2 separate regions of the Sus scrofa genome follow, and region 1 is linked to region 2. A link is a contact called in public Hi-C data. All regions are on one chromosome and are shown on one strand. Each heading gives the region's core, a stretch centred on a gene start, on an enhancer-like site or on the middle of the called end of the contact. The rest is flanking DNA. Distances are from core to core; before and after follow the strand shown. Region 1 holds the start of MYOCD (myocardin). Region 2 has its middle 100 kb from the start of MYOCD.

Region 1 (3,988 bases), core at 395-2,894, 110 kb after region 2:
AGCCTGTTACCAAATGACAGATACACTCAGCATATCTCATCGTCCTGCAAACAGGACTCCATCCCCAAGGGGAACGCGGGTCGGATTCCTCTGCCTCCTTTCTGACACATCAGGAATTCAATGGCCTATCCCGGAAGACCTCATTTACGCGAGCGACTGGTCCGATTCAGAGGGAGGACTCAAGGATCCGGGGCTCTGGGCAAGGCCCGAACTCAGAGCGTTGGAAGTCGTCCCATCAGGTCTTCATCTGTCACCGCCTGAGCTTTGCAGGGTTTAGCGCTCTCAGACACACGCCATAGATGGTACTGGAGGCTCACGTGCATAGCAGGTTGCAAAAAAATCCAACCCCAAACTATGTGTGCATAGAGCTTAGTTTTCATTTTCTGTGCGGCCCCAAGGACACAAGATTCTTGAGAGCGGGGTCTTTGTTTTATTTACAGATGAGCCTATCACACCTGGCACATTCTGGATGCGCAGTCACTCGGTGTCGTATTCGGGACGGATTTTCCCCTCGGGAGGGAGGGACTCCCTCGTGGAAAAAGTCTTTGAGCCTTGCCGAGCGGAGCCCAAACCCAGCTCAACATCCCTCAGCTCCAGAGACCCTCCCTTCCAGAGTTCAACCCAACTGAGAACCCAAAAGGGCTTCACAGTGTCCCAGCTGGATCTGCGGACACCCTGAGCAAAGTTTGTCCAAAAAGAGCACATCCCAGAAAAATGAGAGGCGTTTCGTTTTCTCCGCGGACGTGTATCCAGGTTTGATGCGGGAGCTGGGAGATGTACGCTCCATCTCTGCCTCCCTGTGCAAACGGACGGGGAATGTAAGGACCCTGGTTCCTGGGAAGCCTCTTATTTTCAGGGGTCCAGCCTCTCTGCAAAGCGCCGTCGCCGGGAGTTCGCGGGCTGGCAAGTCCCTTCCCGGGATGGGAGACGCCCACCGCCCGCCTCCCGCCTCCCGCCTCCCGCCTCCGGTCTCTCACCGCCCGCCTCCCAGGAGAGGCCCCGCCCCCGGGTCACCACCCACCCACCTGGCCCCGCCCACCTGCCCCCCCCGCCCACCTGCCCTCTCACCTGCGCGCGGGGCGCCGCGCGGCGCTCCTCCCCTTCCCGCGGCCCGCGGCTCCGCCCCCGCGCGCGCGCCCGCCGCCTCCCCGTCTCCCCCACCCCGCCGCGCCGCTCGCCGCAAAGAGTTAAGCCCAGCTCCCGGGACTCCTCCGGCGGCTCCGAGTCCCGGGCCCGGCTCGCTGCTCCTGATTGGCTGAGCTCCTGTCAGTAGTAAAAAAGGATCAGATAGCAAACTTGGGACCTTCATAAAGGCGTGGTGGGGATGCTCGACGGGCGCGGGCAGCCTATGACATCAGCCGAGCACGCCTGGGATGCCGCGGCGCCCCGCCAGACTCCGAGGAGGCGCAGGGCCCCGCCGGCGGAGAGTGGAGTAGCCCCGCACGGCGAGGGGGGAAGCCGCCACTTTGCCGGGGACCCTGGTTTCGGTCACTGGCTGCCGCTGTACTCCTACCCGAGGGCGCTCGCGGAAAGTTGGATGAATTCTGGGTTGTTAACTGCGGTCAGCTGGGCTCCCGGGAGCCCGTTGCTGGTGGAAATCAGGAGGCATCTGGCCAAGGGGCCAGCGGCTCGCGGAGACTCAACATGACACTCCTGGGGTCCGAGCACTCTTTGCTGATTAGAAGCAAGTTCAGATCAGGTAGGGCTAAGCACTTAGCATTCCTTCTTCAACTTTTCCTCTCCTGCACGTCTCGGCTCCAGTCTGATCTCCAATAAATGCTTCAAAGCCAGCTCCTTTAACTCTGTTCTCCAGAAGCACATTTGGGAAGTGAAGAATTTTACTTGTTTGGGGGTGGGGGGGTGGGTCTTTAATGTCGTCTGTTGCAAACGCTTTGGGTTATAGAGCGCGGTTTTTGTTTGTGAAAAGGCCAGTCGTTTGATTTCATGTTTTGTCTCTGTATCTGTGAGCAGAAGTTTTGAAAGGGTCCGTCCGAAAGGAACAACCTTGAAAGTGAGCAAATAGGGGACTTCATGCTTCAGAGCTGCATGGTATCAGTTAGAATTGCTGAGAAGATGGACCTGGTCTTGCATAGTAGATACAGGGGTCACTGCAAATGTAGCTAATCCAAACAAATGTATTTCCCAAAAAAGTCACTTGGGGGAAGTAAAAATAGCAAATTTGGAGCACACCAAGTATTTAAAATGACATCACTGTAGGAAAAAAAAAAAAAAAAAGTCCAGTGCCACAAATATTTTTTCCCAAACCATCTGATATTTATAAATGGAGACTTTTCCCCCAAATTTCTGTGTTAGTGGTGATAGAGAAACTTCTCAGAGGACGCTGTGTGAAGGTGAGTGGAGAGGAGACAGGGCTTTCACTACCACATGAGGGGTTGGTACGGATGTGTGGGCCTCCCCATTGAGACCAGGAGGCTTCCTAAAATCCTTCTCAGTAGCTCTGTGCAGAATATTGGTTTTATAAAAGTGGTAACAAACTGCTCGATAAATACATGGTTACAACTTCTGTTTAGATGGTGGGTTACTTTCTGTGAATTCTGATGGGCGCATTTCTGTAGCAGGTGTTAGAAGGATGCTGGTGTAGTTTGCTAAGTGTTCCATAACCCCTGCCCACCCCCCAAGGGGGCCACTCGGCGTTTCCCTTGGACGGATGTTATAAGAAACGAGAAGAGTGGATGCTGGAGAGTAAGGTCCTCTGAGACTTCTCTAGGAACTCCTGGCTTTTAGGTGTCTGTGGGGTCCACTGGCGATTTGCTGTGGCTCTGTACCGGGTCAAAGCGAGATGAAAACTTGAGGACTTAGGCAGCCGTGAGTCTCAGCGCCCTGAAGATCCAGGGCAAGTCTGCCAGATCCTGCATGGATTAATCTTTCCCTTCCTTCCCCGGTGAGGTGAGGTGGTTGGCCTGTTAATCCACTAGAGACTTCGCCTCTGCTTTGTAATTTGGTCGAAACCGCAGGGCAACACTGCCACCTTTCTGAAGAAGAGAGGATGTGGATTTATTTTTGCAAGAAGCTCCGCTCATTTCAAAGGCTCCCTTGCCAGTTTCCTCCAGGGGCAGAGGAGGGGCTGGTTTGTCTCAGTAGGATTTGGTGATGTACACTTCGTAGTAGAGTTGCGAAACAGACCCATCAAACGAATGCTTCCTTCAGCCACAGTGCAAAGGAAGACGCTATTTATTCTGTTCCTGTATCAGTGGGTTGGCGGAGCCTGGGTGTCTCCAGGGTGGACCCCGCAGACCTGGACCCTGGAGCTCTGAGGATTCCAATTGCAGCCTCACGTTGGTTTTGGTTTTGGTTTTGGTTTTTCACTTGGACGGGCTTTCGTGTCACAGGAAGGGTTGCTTTGGGAAAAGATCTCAGAGCAGCCAGAGGCAGGTGCAACCCTCTACCTTTGATAGACAGGGGAGCTGGGTCTGGAAACGGACACAGTCGTTTCGTCAGCCGAGATGCAAAAGGTTGAGAAATCTCCTGAAAGATACAGAAGAAAACAAGCCAAATGTAAAACTAAGTAAATGTGATATTGGGCACAGTGATTTTCCTTCCTGGCGATAATTACAGCCACAGCCCGGAAGTCCAGCTGGCAGCATGCAAACAGGAGGGTCTCTTCCGAAGGGTCCTGGGTTTATTTGGCGGCCAGCAGTGACTAAAGAAGGCCTCTTCTCTGTTTTCATTCCCCACCGCTTTCATTGCTTTTCTTCTTTTCTTTCACAAGCTACTCAACATGTAAACTCATAAAACTCTATCTCACTGCTTGTGTTTGCTGTGATAGGAGGTTCTGGTGTGTTTCATTTAAAAGATTTCAAAAAAAAAAAAAAAAAAAACAAGTAAAATGCAATTGTTCTCTGAGCATAGCAGGACTCCCTTTGTGGTAGGGCTGGTTTATAAGGGATCAGATAACTGCTTCGACTCTGAAATTGACATGTTTGCCCACAGCTTCAACTAACTTTCTGTGTTCCAGTGACCTTGGTAT
Region 2 (4,362 bases), core at 894-3,393:
AGATGTGTAACAAGAGTGGAATAAGTTGTGACCTAGAAAGACTCAGGTCCGCTTCAAAATCTGACTCTGGTCAGCACAGAGCATCAAACTGGAACCCTCGGAAGAGCTTTCTATATGTGTGTGTGTATGATTTGTGGAGTCCTAAAAAAGTGATACAGGAGTTCCCATCGGGGCTCAGCAGAAATGAATCTGACTAGTATCCATGAGGACACAGGTTCGATCCCTGGCCTCGCTCAGTGGGTTCAGGATCCAGCATTGTCACGAGCTGTGGTGTTGGTCGCAGATGCAGCTCAGATCCCGTGTTGCTGTGGCTGTGGGGTAGGCCAGTGTCTACAGCTCTGGTTAGACCCCTAGCCTGGGAACCTCCATATGCCATGGGTGCGCCTCCCCCCCAAAATAAAAAGAAAAGAAAAAGAAAAAGTGATACAAATGCACTTATTTACAAAACAGAAGCAGACTCACTGAAAACAAACTTATGGTTACCAAAGGGGAAAGGAGGAGGAGATGGGTAAATTAGAAGCTTAGTATTAACATATACACACTACTGTATTTTATATTTAAAATAGGTAACTAATAAGAACCTACTGCAGAGCACAAGAAACTCTACTCAATACCCCATAATAACCTGACAAAGAATAGATAAATGTATATGTATAACCGATTCACTTTGTGGTCCACCAGAAACTACACCAACACCGTAAATCAACTATACTCTGGTATAAAATAAAATTTAAATAAGTAGATTAATTAATTGATTAACTAATCACAACATTAGGAACATCAGCTATGTAGATAATCACTCCTGATTTAACCTCTGTCTAATCCTGAGCCCTGTGCTGTGTCTTCCTAGGAGAGAATGCATCAGAATTATATGGTTTACTACTGATTTGTCCTGAGCCATATGATGGGGCTAGAAAACGTCCACAGAGCATCCTAGGAGACACTCTATCAGAACATTCCCAGCTAAAGAGGCCAATGCCAGTAGTCATAGGTTACTCTTATTCCTTTTCCCAGAAAGCTCAAGACTATCACAGAGGCTGCTGCATAAAAGTTGGTGGAGGCCTCTGACTTGTTCTAGCCTCCTAGCTCTCAGTCCAGGCTACACATCAGAATCATTTGCCACCGGCCGCCCCAAACCCTAGACTCATTAAATAAAATCTGGTGGTGGGCTAGGACATGGGTGTGCTTTTAAATTTCTCTGGGTGATTCTGCTACAGAGCTTGGGTTGAGAACTGCAGATCTAATCCAGCTACCTAATTTTCCTGGTAGAGGACCCTGAGCTTGCAGAGGTTACTGTCCAAAACTGTGATTTACAGTGTGATTGCATCTCCATCGGCGGTTGTCTTTTCCAGCACGGCGTTGTCTCACTATAGCACTACTGGACATCATGTCCCAAATGTTATAGCCCTTTATGTAGAAAAGCAACACATCCAACCCCATCCCCTGCCTCTCTTTTCATGCATGCAAGTGGATGTGCTATAAATCCCCCAGAACTCTGCTGGAGACGGTGGGTGGGGCCACAGGGTCAGGGTGAGACTGTCAGGACCGCAGGGAAGAGTGGCTGGAGGACCCACTGCTTTCTCTAGCTGGTGTGCGGACAAGGGAGTGGACGCAACCTCATTGTCCACTATGTGTCCATTGTTAGGGTCCACTGTCTGAGCACAACAGCCCTAAGTTATGGCTGAGTCTGGGCCCGAGAATATCCATGGTCAATCCCCACCCCCATCCTTCCCCAAAAATGTCCCGCACTGGACATTAAATGACCTGCTCACCTTACGCTGGATTAATTCTTGTCCACATGTTTCACTGAAAGATCCTTTCTCAGGCTGCGAATCCCAGGCCTTTTCCCCAAACCCGCAGGCCACCCTCTCGCTGCACCCTTGCTGCGGGTCTGCCTGGCCTTGCTCTCCATCTGATGGACAGCTGATACCCAGGGGACACCGGTTGGTAGCCTTGGACTTCTCAGCTTAATCGCCCTGGCTTTAATGCCACTTAAATCAGAATGTAAGCACTGAAGGAATTTCAGGAATCCGATGATATAAATTGTATTTTTAGAGCCGTGAATGACTTGAGCGAGTGAAACAGTGCAGTGACTGAAGAGAATTCTCTCCCGTTTCCCATGATTTATCACAGGCGAGGTCACGGCAGGTTAAAATACTTGAACGCCGCGATAGCATACGTCCTGGCATGGTTTTATGAGTAGTCATTCATAACATATTTGTCGCAAAGCATAATTTCCAAGATAGAACCCTGATCCACATGCAGTTTTTTTTTTTCACAGCAACAACACAGGCGCAGTAACTCCTTCGTGGAGGCTGCTTCCATTTTCACAATGTCCAGCTCCACGCTAGAGCTTCGGGGAAAGGGACCGAGGAAGTGACTGGTTCGCCAACTGAAACTGTAAGTAGATCCTGACCAAACGCTTCCTTTTCCTGGAGGACAGAAAGGACTGGCCTTTCCGGGATGGATGGAGCTCAGGGGGTTCTGCTCTGCAGACTCCACTTGTCTCTTACAGCGTCTTTGATTTTCTTTTTTCCTTTAGTGTTGATTTTTTGCTTCTCTCCCGGTGTGCTTTCCCACCTGCTGATTAGCTGTGGCCCCCAGGGAAGGAATTCTCCCCTCTGTAATCAAAGGCTCTCCTCTGGGGAGACCACACAGGGACCCTGGGCAGCAGAGCGAGATCTCGAATGTGTGATGGGACCATATGGGACCTTATTTTGTTATACATCTACTGAATTTCTCTTTGGAGCCCCGATATTTCTTAGTTATGGAGACATGAGCTCAGTCACATCAGGATGTCCACGCTCAGATCTGAGGAGGCCATGGAACCATCTCATTTGCCATCCTCAGGCCGGTCCGGATGCTGCAGCCGTGTCCTGTGAGGGATGCTGGGCTGCAGGGCAGGTGGGAAGGGTTCCTTCCCGGGCACCCCCACCATCAGATCGGCTTTCTTGGTTTCCCCCCGACCTCCACCTCCCCCGGTTTGAATAGTCGTATCAGGTCTGGAGAAGGAGTTTCCCAGATTTTCATCCAAGCTTCTCAATCTTTGGTTTATGCCCAGCGCCTGGGATGTGAGACTCAAAAGCTAAAAATATGACTCTTTTATCTACACTTTGCTGGTTTTCCCTCCGCCGAAGCATGAAGACCGACAGCCTAGCTGCCCGATGAGAGAAAAATGTGGGCAGATATCTCCTGGTCATTTCCCATCACTGTCATGAAGGCACCAGAGGAAGGCCTGGCTCAGGGCAGGCAGTCCGCAAAGGCAGCTGCTCTCTTTACAGCAGGTGGATTAGAGAAGCAGTTGAGAACACAGGCTCAGGAGTTCCCACTGCGGCCCCGCACAGTGGGTGGAGGGATCCAGCATTGCCGCAGCTCAGCATAGGTGGCAGCTGCGGCTTGGATTCCACCCCTGACCCAGGAATTTCCATATGCCTTGGGTGCGGCCATTAAATAACATTGTTTTTTAAAAAAAGGAAGAAGAACACAGGTGGCAGAAGGTCAGTGTCTGAGTCCCTGGTTTCCTGGCTCTGCATCCTTGAACAAGTTACCTAACCTTTCTGTGCCTCAGCTCCGCATGTACAAAACAGAGATTATGATAGCACCTGCCTTACGCGGTCCTCCATGAATCATGTTCTTATTATGATTACTGCTACCGCAAACGTCTGTCTCTTAAAGCCATTGGCGACCCTGTGTGGATGCCACCAACACACAGTCCATCACAGGTACCACTTCTCAGGGGAGAGGCTGGGCTGAGTTTCCTGGAAACGCAACCCTCTGGGGACACTGGGGGGCGGGAGGAGGGTCTTAAGAGTTGGGTTAAGAAGGAATCAGCTGTCAGTCAAGGCGGCTTCTTGAGGAGGGAGCATGGGAACTGGAAGACACAGCCGTGCCTCCAATCCCGGGGACAAAAAAAGAGGCTGAAGGGGAGCAGGGTTGGAGAACGGCCAAGTCCGTGTGCCGGGGCCGTACCTGGTTGGCCTTGCTGGCAGGTGCTGGCGATCAGAACAGACGCTGGGCCTCTCCTGAGATGTGAGCCCTGCATGGGCTGTGGGAGGTGCCAGAGTGGGGTGGGGGGGACACTGAGGGAGAGACAGTGGTCCAGCAGCCCCCGTCTTCATAAAGCCCCCATCAAACTGATGCTCATTCCCATCCAATGAGAATGCGGGCACCTCGACCCTCCCACCAGCCCCTCCCTTGTGTCCCAGAGCCAGGCCGGCCGTGTCCCTCTCAACCCACACTCCGGCAGGACGACAAGTCCGCCCGGACCGTGGAAAGGACCTCCCAGCAGGGGTCAGGCGACCTGGACTCGAGATCCAGCTGCGAGACCAGTCAGCCCCTGGCCTTGGACAAGCCCCGTCACCT

Evidence for each region. A called contact is a pair of places that touch in the nucleus more often than the background predicts.
Region 1: a contact with region 2 is called in a Hi-C map of embryonic fibroblasts, with 2.4 times the contacts expected there. The contact joins the promoter of MYOCD here to the enhancer-like site in region 2. A contact is called at or near these places in 6 of 47 Hi-C or Micro-C datasets (embryonic fibroblasts, fetal heart ventricle, heart right ventricle and 2 more).

Annotation. Positions count from the first base shown.
Region 1 is chr12:56,929,984-56,933,971 of Sscrofa11.1, forward strand. It overlaps MYOCD (myocardin), which reads left to right and starts at 1,645. Exons shown (of 14, transcript NM_213745.1): 1 at 1,645-1,699. The coding sequence starts at 1,645. It overlaps LOC110256113 (a long non-coding RNA gene), which reads right to left and starts at 1,122. Exons shown (of 2, transcript XR_002337384.1): 1 at 1,069-1,122; 2 at 1-797.
Region 2 is chr12:56,824,453-56,828,814 of Sscrofa11.1, forward strand. No RefSeq gene overlaps it. Among named protein-coding and RNA genes, the nearest start is that of MYOCD, 100 kb to the right of the region's middle. Within about 2 kb of position 2,144, at least 5 of the 83 cell types and tissues checked have an H3K27ac peak or open chromatin away from gene starts, as enhancers often do.